Linked DNA regions of Zea mays: region 2 is linked to region 1. Evidence: chromatin contacts called from public Hi-C data. All regions are on one chromosome and are shown on one strand. Each heading gives the region's core, a stretch centred on a gene start, on an enhancer-like site or on the middle of the called end of the contact. The rest is flanking DNA. Distances are from core to core; before and after follow the strand shown. Region 1 has its middle 28 kb from the start of LOC732827. Region 2 has its middle 16 kb from the start of LOC103653306.

Region 1 (4,751 bases), core at 186-2,685:
ATCCGTGCGGTGCTTCTTAGGGGAATCCTTTCTTTCTCCTCGCAGACGGAGGCAGCGCCTCCGCCGTCCATCGCGCCGCCACCTTGGAGCGTGAGAGGTGCGAGGAGTAGAGGTTCTGCCTCTGCAGTTCTTGGTGGAATCCTTCCTTTCTCCTCAACGGAGCATCTAGGCAGCGTCCCAAGCCAATGATTTTGTACGATAGGCAGCTATCTGCCTAAGAGGCTAAGAGGATCCAATTCAAACATACTCTTAGAGATGGAGACTCGTTCATCGATTATTCAACACAAATTTATCTATTAGAGCTTATTAGAGCATCTCTAACAAGGACTATAAGATAGAGCCTTAAACATTAAAATAAACTATATTTAAAATATTTAAGACTTCAATAATAAACTTTATGTTATTAGGAAATAAATAATCTCTACTAATCTCTATCTCTATATCTTCTCTATCTCTACTAACTATTAAGGTATTAGTGTAGACTGCCCCTGCCTCCCCTCTGCGCGTGGCAACCCCCACCCCCACCCACCCGCAAACCCCGACCAAGCCGGCCTACCTCTGCGGAAGCTCCATGCGCGCAACGTCTTTCGCGATGCTCGTGCCCACCTGCTCTCCCGCTAGCACACCGCACACTTTGAGCAACCCCAAGGGCCTATGCGCCGTGTCACAGTAGCCTGGGTCCATTGTTCTTGTTTGCCCTGGTGCCCAGAAGGGGCAGGTTAGGGTGGAACACTATAAGGCAAGGAAGACCAAGTTTATCAATGCACACACTTCCCGTGTCGCGTGCTTTGCATTGTCGTAGGATGGGAGGCTCATTGCGACTGCTAGCACCAAGGGGACTCTTGTTAGAATCTACAATGCAGCTGAAGGCAATCTCCTACAGGAAGTAAGCTTTCTTTCACGCGCTCGTAGCTGTATTGTATACATGTACGTTCTGTTGGGTGATGTCGCAACTAATAAAAACTAATTTTGTCGAGTATGATGCAATCAAATGTCTTACTATTTTGTTTTGATAAGGAATTAAGGATTATATCATGACAGACTGCCAGCTTGCATGCTTGGCTTCCGAGCAAACTTTCTTTGGGCCCCAAGAAAATATAAGATCCGATCAGATATGTGTCGATGCTCATCCCAAAGTACTCCTGTTGCAACGCGTGGGCACACAACTAGTTATAGAGAAGCCAACAAATAAGCTTGTCGGTTTGGTAGAATGTTTGCATGAGATTTTAAAGGGAACCTTCTAACTATAAATAGGATGCTTCTTTAAAAAGCTATTTCTGAAAATAAGAATAAATTGGTTTTTCTAATGAGCCTCTCGAGGTGTTGATGCATGAGCCATCCAGCTTCTAGAAGCCCTCAAAAGCCGTTGCTAGCTCAGTGCTCACGCACGCACACGGGACAAGCGTCACACACTACCATAGAGACGAAGAAACTGGCTCCGCATAACCGCATCCTCTGTGGCAAGTGGATTAGTATAGGAATCGAATAGAAAAGGTCTATCCGTGCTGACGGCGAGCTTCGAGGAGGTGCCGTGAAAATTGTGGAACTGGAAACCGCGACACGCGCAGGCGCAGCAGGGCAAGAGCACGCGCCGACCGTCCGACAGAAGGACGCGTGTGATCGATTGGGCCGCGTCCGCGCCTGCTGGCCTGCAGTGGATGTGGATTGGATAAGGCTGAGACGTGTTAGCTTTCATCCTGCCGTTTGCTCGTTTTGTCTCTTTCTTTCTTTTTTCCCACTTGCTGCTGTTTTGATATTTTTTTTCTTCTCTTCCATACCTGTCTTTTTCCTTTGAAGCCAATTTGTAGTGTCAAATGGCAGACTGATCAAGTCCAGGGTTCGTAGTCATCAAAAAAGAAGTCCAGCGTCTGTCGAAGCTAGCGACATAAAAGGCAGGAAGACGTGTACATTACGCTTGTGTGGCCAGATGCAGACATGAATTAATACATATAGATAGATGACTGTTTGTATTTGATTTTTTTACAGACTTACGTGTTAGTAATTTAGGCTTTTTATATTTAATTTAATCTAAAAATAATATAGTAAAACTACGATAAATATATATGTATGTGTATAATACTATTAGAGATGATAAGTATCTTTTTTCCTGCCGAAGATCCCGGAAACAAAGACATTATCTGAAAATAATAACAACGAATGCCGAAGCTACAACCGAAGGATGACAGCTTCGGCTTAGAATGGCAACGAAGGTCAAGTATAATACCGAGCCAAAGAGGAAAATACTAGTTAATCCCTAATAATTTATGTTACGATTATGTGTACATATTAAGGTCATAAATGTATTTTACCTGGGCTACGTCCTGTGTCTATAAATAGGTGAACAGTACCCACGTACTATCCACGCTGGATTGTAATCGCTCTTGCGTCAACACCTTCGAACAAGCCGAAGGTATCAATGTAACATAAATCTTATTAATATCCATATGTTTATCATGAAATAAATATATGAATTGACATATGAATGGATAATATTTTCCATCCCTATGAATTGTTATTCTTGCGAATGATGAAGGTGCATCCTTTATGACCTTCATTTGAAGATCATTATATTCAAAAGGAGATGATGCCTCGAAGGAAGAAGGTCCCTAATCTTTAACAATTATGTTGTCTTGTTCTTGATTCACAGTATTTGAGAACAAGAGAACAATATTGGCGCGCACCTCCAGTGAACTCACTTCCACGATCACAACAATGGCTTCGCAAGGTGACTAAGTTGTGGCACCATGGGCTACGAAGCTGGTGCTCCCAATTACAGCCGACTCATGTTTTGAACCAGCCAATAAGAAGTAGAAGAAGGAAGCTGTAAAGCCCAAAATTGATAAAAAAATAAAATAAAGAAATAAATATTTTTATGATAGTGTTTCTAGAATTTTTAAAACCTTTGAGAATTTATTGGGACCCTTTTATATATAATCAATCATTGTTATTAAATTAATTAAGTAACCAATAAATAAATAAAGAAGGGTTCATCTCTTGTTGATGATGTGGTATCATGCATTTTATTGAAAACATGAATTTGATCTCAATTTATAAATGAAAATATAAAAGAGAAAATGAGAAAAGAAAGTGTAATAGTATTTTGTTACTTCTAAAAAAAGTTGGAAAATGGAGGAAAATAAATGATAATATTAAAAATAGTAGAATCTATATCCACATTAGAATTTTGTTTGAGAATGGAATATGAAATCTAAAATAGAAAGTTGAAATAAGTTTGAAATTGAAATAGGAATTGGAAAAGTTGAAAGAAATTAAAATAGAAAAAAGAACAAACTTGTGTCTAGGCCGATTCCCACTTTTCTGGGCCAGTTTACCTCCGGCGCGGCCCAACTCGCTACTCACCTGCGCGGCCCGGCACAGGGGGGGGGAATTCGCACGCCGACAGGCGGGCCCACCCCGTCAGCCGCACGTGTCGCGCGCGCTGGCCGATTCTCTCTCTATCTGTCAGGTGGCCCCAATCTATCATCTCCTTCCTCTGTCCCACTCCCGCGTAACAAACAACGCGTCCATGGCCGCCGCAATCGAGCTTGTTGCAAGGGTTGTTAGGATTTTTGTGGGCCCTGGTGATTGCCTCCCATGGATATGTAAACGTTACCCTGGCCACGGATCGTTCATCTGTGCCCCTGCCGAGTAGAGTAAGAAGAGAGCGACCGAGAGGGAGAAAGGGAGCCACCATCGTTATGGGTTGGTCCTCGTCGCCATTGGTCCAGGATAAGAGGTCTGTGAGGATCAGCATCGGTCGTAGAACGTCTTTGAGGGCACGACCAAGTGAGAGATCAAGTGGGCGATTGGTAATTCGTCGTCGGACTCTGACCCTCGCGGCCGAGACGCCGCGCAGCGAGGGCAAGCTTCCTCGGAGTCTAATCGCCGGTAAATTACTCGTCCCTGTCCTCGTTGTCCATTGGTTTCATATTGCACCAGGTAGCATAGGTGGGGAACTACTCGAGCGTGAGATTTGGGTTACTACGGCGAGGATCCACCGTGGGCGCTGGGCGGCGCCGCCGTACCATGCTCGAATGGGGAAGAAAGGCGTTGCCCGTCGATTTGATTACGAGCGGCTGTGATTAGAGAATCGTGTACCGCTTCGGGGGTGTGATCGAGAGCGTTGAACTGTGATCGGGTGGATGAGATTAGACCTCGGCCACTTAAAATATGTGCCATCGATTCGAGATCCAGGGGATCTTATGCCATATCGGTTCAGTGGACAACTCTTTTAATCTGGACCACCCATTTGGGATCAGATGGCTGAGATCTATGCATACCTCTTCGGCCATGTACTTATTAAAAAGAGCCCTCGGGTTTATAATAAACCAACCCGCAGTCTATCCCTTTTTAAAGAGTATTACACAGAGACCCTGAAATTAGCTAAAACAACCCTGCCCTCCCTAGTATTTATGTCCCTAGTCCATGCAGCGAATAAACGGAGTAAGTTAATTTAAAAAAAAGGATTTCTAGAATAAAAATAAATCCACAAACTTGTTTAATTCATATTAAATCCATTTTAACTCCAAATAGATCCATTCCAGTTGCAATAAATTCATATTAATATTGTTTATCATCTGGTAACCCTATTTTGTATGAAACATAGATAGGAATTATGCACTTAATTTCTTTTGTATCCAACACTTAAATCTTCAGTAAATCATAATGCTGTAACCGTAACTTCGATTTTGGTGATTCTCGAACCCACGATCTCGTAGCATCGTGTAGAATATTATTATGCAGTTTGTGCT
Region 2 (4,767 bases), core at 731-3,230, 180 kb after region 1:
AAAGACAATAATGCCCTTATTATATTCATAAATCGTGTATGTAAACATCATGGGCATGCTTGTAATTTTGCACAAAGCTATACCTCTCCCCTATAAATAGGTGAACAGTGTCCTGCATAAATTCACCTCTTTGAGGACCATAGCTTCGTGTTGCTTAGCCTTCGAAGAACCTTCATGCCACCTTGTGTTAAAGAGCCAAAGGTATGCTTATAAACTCATCTGATATAAAGGAAGATGGAGTAGAAATGCTAAGGCAAATAAGATGAGTTTCATACTGTGTTCTACATTATCATTTCATTTTATTTTGTTTCTTTCACATCTCCTTTCAAAGACTTTCGTCCTTCACGCTAACACTTCGAAGAAGTGTTAAATCAAGGACGAACGCTCACATACTTAACTTGTGTTGCCTTGATATTTGATACCTTTAGGGGGATTGAAATCAAGTATCCAACATGTACGTGATTTGAATTCTGACACATATATAGTTCGCATTCGGTTTGTCTTTTAAAATTGGGTGTGGCAGCGGGGCTAGCAGTTACATCCCATCAGGTACGTGGCCCAACATGACAGGCATGCACGCCATAGCCACTATGGCTTGCATGTCCTAGCGATGAGTGTGGCTACCTATGCAACCGACACTGATGGCGGCGACACGATAACACATGACCGCCAAATCAATATGCAATACATCTCACCATAAAAAATCAATGTACAACATGCATCTAACCATAAAAATTAATCTACAACATGCATCGGACAATAGAATTTTCAAATACAACTTGCATGATATGCCATGCTTTTTTGATTCAATCTAGATTAAACATATCTAACCATAAAAAATTAATCTACAGTATATATCTAACCGTAAGAATTCAATCTAGATTAAACATATCTACTAAATTAGGCAACGACTGCTATACAAGCAGTCTTTCTGTGCAAGCGTGCAAGCAAACCATCTGATCCATTAGATTACGATCCAACCACAAATACGACCATGGTTTGTTAGGGGTTTTTTTTATAAAGATTATTGAGCTGGTGGTGGAAGGGTTTAAGTGTCAAATGTGACCCACGATTAGATCACGATCTAATGGATCAGATGGTTTGCTTGCATGCTTGCACAGAATGACTGCTTGCATAGGAGTCGTTGCCACTAAATTATGGGTTTAAAGTAGATCAAGAATGATATGCCATGCTTTTTTGATTCAACGGACGAAGGAATAACCTGTCACATAGGACAATTTGATAAGGTCCGGCGACCTGCCGTCTTTGATATAGAGAGCTGATGTAGATCAGATATGCAACAATGTTGAATAGGATCATGTTAATGACTTGTTGGACCATAACATCATGGTAGATCATAAATGTGAACCTCGAATCCTATCATCAGCAACGAAGGCGCGAGAAAGATATATAGAAGACTCATTCTTCGTTCTCGTTTTGTCACGGCACAAATAAAAAAAGACAAGAGAATTATTTATACAAACTCTTGCTTTATTATCTATTATTATTATAGGAGAGTACAAGTTTGTTAACCCTCAAACATATATTTAGATCATGTTCTAAACCTCTAGAGCTAATTATTGATCAGCTAGTAAGTTGCTATCTAGTTTTAGCTAGGTTAGAGCAACTAACAACCAATAAATATTTGAGAGGTGTAGTTAATAATTACATGGTCTATTGATGGACTTATTCTAAACCTCTTAACTAATTTTAGTTGTTAACTATTAGTTGCGAGGTTTGGACCATACGATGAGGTCCGTGAGAAGCTTGGCGTGTTTGGAAAATATAAGGGGGTAAATGTGTGTCTGGAAAATATCTGGAAACACGGATGAAATGGACCGGTCGCCGTCGCCGTCGCCGGTCACGTCATTCACACCATTTGAAGTAGAAAATAACATCGGTCGCGTCACTATTCGGCGAGGAGCAATCAAGCAAGCGGATCAGGAATCTGTGGCTCCAATTGGATCTCGGACTATAGCACCACGGCCCAGTGGGTTGCCGCAAGGCGCTGCTGCTTTATCGGCATGGACGGTGGGGTGCGTGCATGTGCTGATGTGCATGCCGATTGCGAAAGGAAACCAGGAAGACGGCGGCCGGCCGCGCTGGCTGGGTCTTATCCGCGGATTCGGGGCGATAATAATGACAAATATCGTGTGGCTGGCGGGTGGGATCTGGAATCGCCCGGGATCCTGCTCCGGCCTGTGCGTGCGGTCCCCGATCAAACGGGCTGAATAAACCATCGAACGGATACTGAGTCCTGATCCAGGCCACGATGAAGGCAGACGCGACCGGACCTCTCCCTTTTGCTGGGCCGCCACATGGCCCACACCAGTGGGCTAGAGACAATAAACAGGAAACATCCGAGCGATTGAACCTCTGCATTCTGCATTGGGTAATAACACCCTAATTTTTAAATCTAAAAAAACTATTTTAATTTATATGTCTTTTAATTAATTTATAGGAAAGATATTGATTATCTTCTAGAATTAAAATATATAAAATCATATGCTCAAACTTAAGTGATGCGTTTATGCCATTGCATTTGTTTTGTGTGAATTAAGTCCCAATTTATTTGGTTATAATTTGATTTGATTTATTAATTTAGCCTTTAGAATTTAAATCTGCAAAAAAAATAGAAAGGAATTGGAACAAAGACTGAACTCGGCCCACTAGCTTTCAGCCCAATTAGCACAACGGCGCCGGCGTCCTCTCCCGGTGACACATTGGCAGTCTGGCCCTATGTGTCAGAACTCACTCATGCACGGTTCTCCCTCACAGTTGGCTGGCGAGTGGGAAACCCTTGTCATCCCCTTCCTCCCACCCATACTGCACCATGTCGGCGAGAGCAAACTCAACTCCAACACCGTTCTAGACAAATCCTGTCCTGGCACAACTCGACCGACTGAGTCCAATGCAGATACGAGTCCGACAGAGGTCTTCCCTAACCCATACGACTTCTTTCCCTTAACTATCTGCGCCCAACTCGATATCAAGTAGAACCAAGAGTTTGCCAAGTGTTGGGACTTGCTCTCCTGGGCAAGTTGATCTAACGGGGGAGTGGAAAGGATGCAAGTAAGGTTTAACTCGAGATGGCAATTGCTCTGTTAATCTAGCCTCTCAAGGGCACTGTACGGGGGTATTTATAGGTGCCCGAGCGCCCAACATCCCGATGTAAGGACGCTTATGCCCTCAGACACCTGGATTATCCCCAGAATATTCCCATAAGGGAGGGTTACAGACTGTCATTACAGAAAAGCTATTACAAATCCGGCTCGTAACACACCTGTCCATGCGGGGCCTGTTACAATGGGCCGAATCCCACGTGGGCCTCCAGGTCGGGTGAGGACGTGGGATGGAGAGACTTCGTCGTAGGCCTTCGTCTTGCAGTGAAGAGGACGAAGGGTGGGCCGTGCCGGTCATCTTGCCTCTGTCGGTGCAGCGAGTTGACGAAGGCCTGGAGCGAAGGGTAGCGTCTTCGCCTTCGCCCCAACATTTTCCCTCCGAGGGACCAGTTCGACTGAGTCATCTGGTGTCGAAGACGTCACTAGATGGTGGAGACGCTGCCCTCACTCGAAGTGGTTCCGCGGGGGGTTTTGATATGACCGTTGACGGACGCGGTACTGTTGGACTGCGAGCTTCCCGAAGCGTCGCGCTCTGTGTATAAAAGGGGGGCGGCGCGGCTCAGGCTCTCTTACCTTTCTGTGCGCCGCAAAACCCTAGCATTTTGAAACCGTTCGCCCGCTCGCCTGCCCTCCTTGCTCCTGTTCATCGGAGATCTGGCCCGCGTCAAGCAGACCGCGCGCCGCCGCCGACGGTACGTAGCCATGTCGTCTTCTTCTTCATCCGCTATGAATACGCCGTTGGGCAAATCGTCGTCTGAGGGTACCTTCAGTGATTTGGCGGCGGTGGAGCTACACCCGGGCCACATGGTGGAATTCGGCGTTTCGAGGATCTCCTCGGTTCGCGTGCAAGACATGCAGCAGTTGGGGTATTTTGGGAACGGAGTTGGACGAGTTCCGGGGGCAGAAGAGATTCCTGAGCTGGAGGGTGAGATGGTTGTGTTCGAGGCATTTTTCACTGCCGGCCTTCGGTTGCCTGCGCATCGTTTTATGGTGGAAGTGTTGCGGAGGTATGACGTGCAGATCCATCAATTGACACCTAATGCCGTGGTGGCCCTGGCGAAGTATGTCTGGGCAGTGACTTCGTATGGCGGTCAGCCCTCCGTAGAGGTCTTCGCCAAGAATTATTGTTTGCACTGGCAGAAGAGAAAAGTTGGAAGCAAGATTGCACAGTTTGGATCATGCACCTTTACGCCGAGGACTGGGAAGACTTCTGCGGAAGTTGTTGAGCTAGTTCCCTGCGCCCGCAACAAGTGGGGCAACTGGTATGATTATTGGTTTTATGTGGCGGGAGGCAAGGTCGAAGACCTCCCAGGACTTCCGGCGGCCGTGATATGCTCGCACTGCTATGTGGCGTTCCCGCTGTTTGAGGTGGCGGAGGATGATAGTGATGAAGGGGCCCTTCGTTGTGCAGCCCGCATGAGTAGCGGGCGCGATTTAGTTGAGGAATTTGTCGGTTATGGAGTGTGGCCTTTGGCGCATGGTTGGGCGTTGGGCGAAGTATGCCCTCGCCAGATGCCCTCCCTGGGCGAGCAGCTAGTGCGAAGTCCGGCCTTCGCGTTGGATCTGCGTGGCTGAGATCCAGCCGCATTCGTGTTGAAGTGGAAGACGGGGCTGTGCGGATTGTGGGGCGTTATGTGTCGAGGAC

The links. Hi-C and Micro-C count contacts between places; a contact is called where the count stands out from the background.
Region 2: a Hi-C map of leaf shows a contact between it and region 1, with 7 times the contacts expected there. The contact joins two enhancer-like sites. A contact is called at or near these places in 7 of 25 Hi-C or Micro-C datasets (bundle sheath, ear, leaf and 1 more).

What each region holds. Positions count from the first base shown.
Region 1 is chr4:62,302,441-62,307,191 of Zm-B73-REFERENCE-NAM-5.0, forward strand. No RefSeq gene overlaps it. Among protein-coding and RNA genes, the nearest start is that of LOC732827, 28 kb to the left of the region's middle. Within about 2 kb of position 1,436, at least 16 of the 20 cell types and tissues checked have an H3K27ac peak or open chromatin away from gene starts, as enhancers often do. A contact at or near this core is called in bundle sheath, ear, leaf and 1 more, where this site is marked.
Region 2 is chr4:62,483,966-62,488,732 of Zm-B73-REFERENCE-NAM-5.0, forward strand. No RefSeq gene overlaps it. Among protein-coding and RNA genes, the nearest start is that of LOC103653306, 16 kb to the right of the region's middle. Within about 2 kb of position 1,981, at least 17 of the 20 cell types and tissues checked have an H3K27ac peak or open chromatin away from gene starts, as enhancers often do. A contact at or near this core is called in bundle sheath, ear, leaf and 1 more, where this site is marked.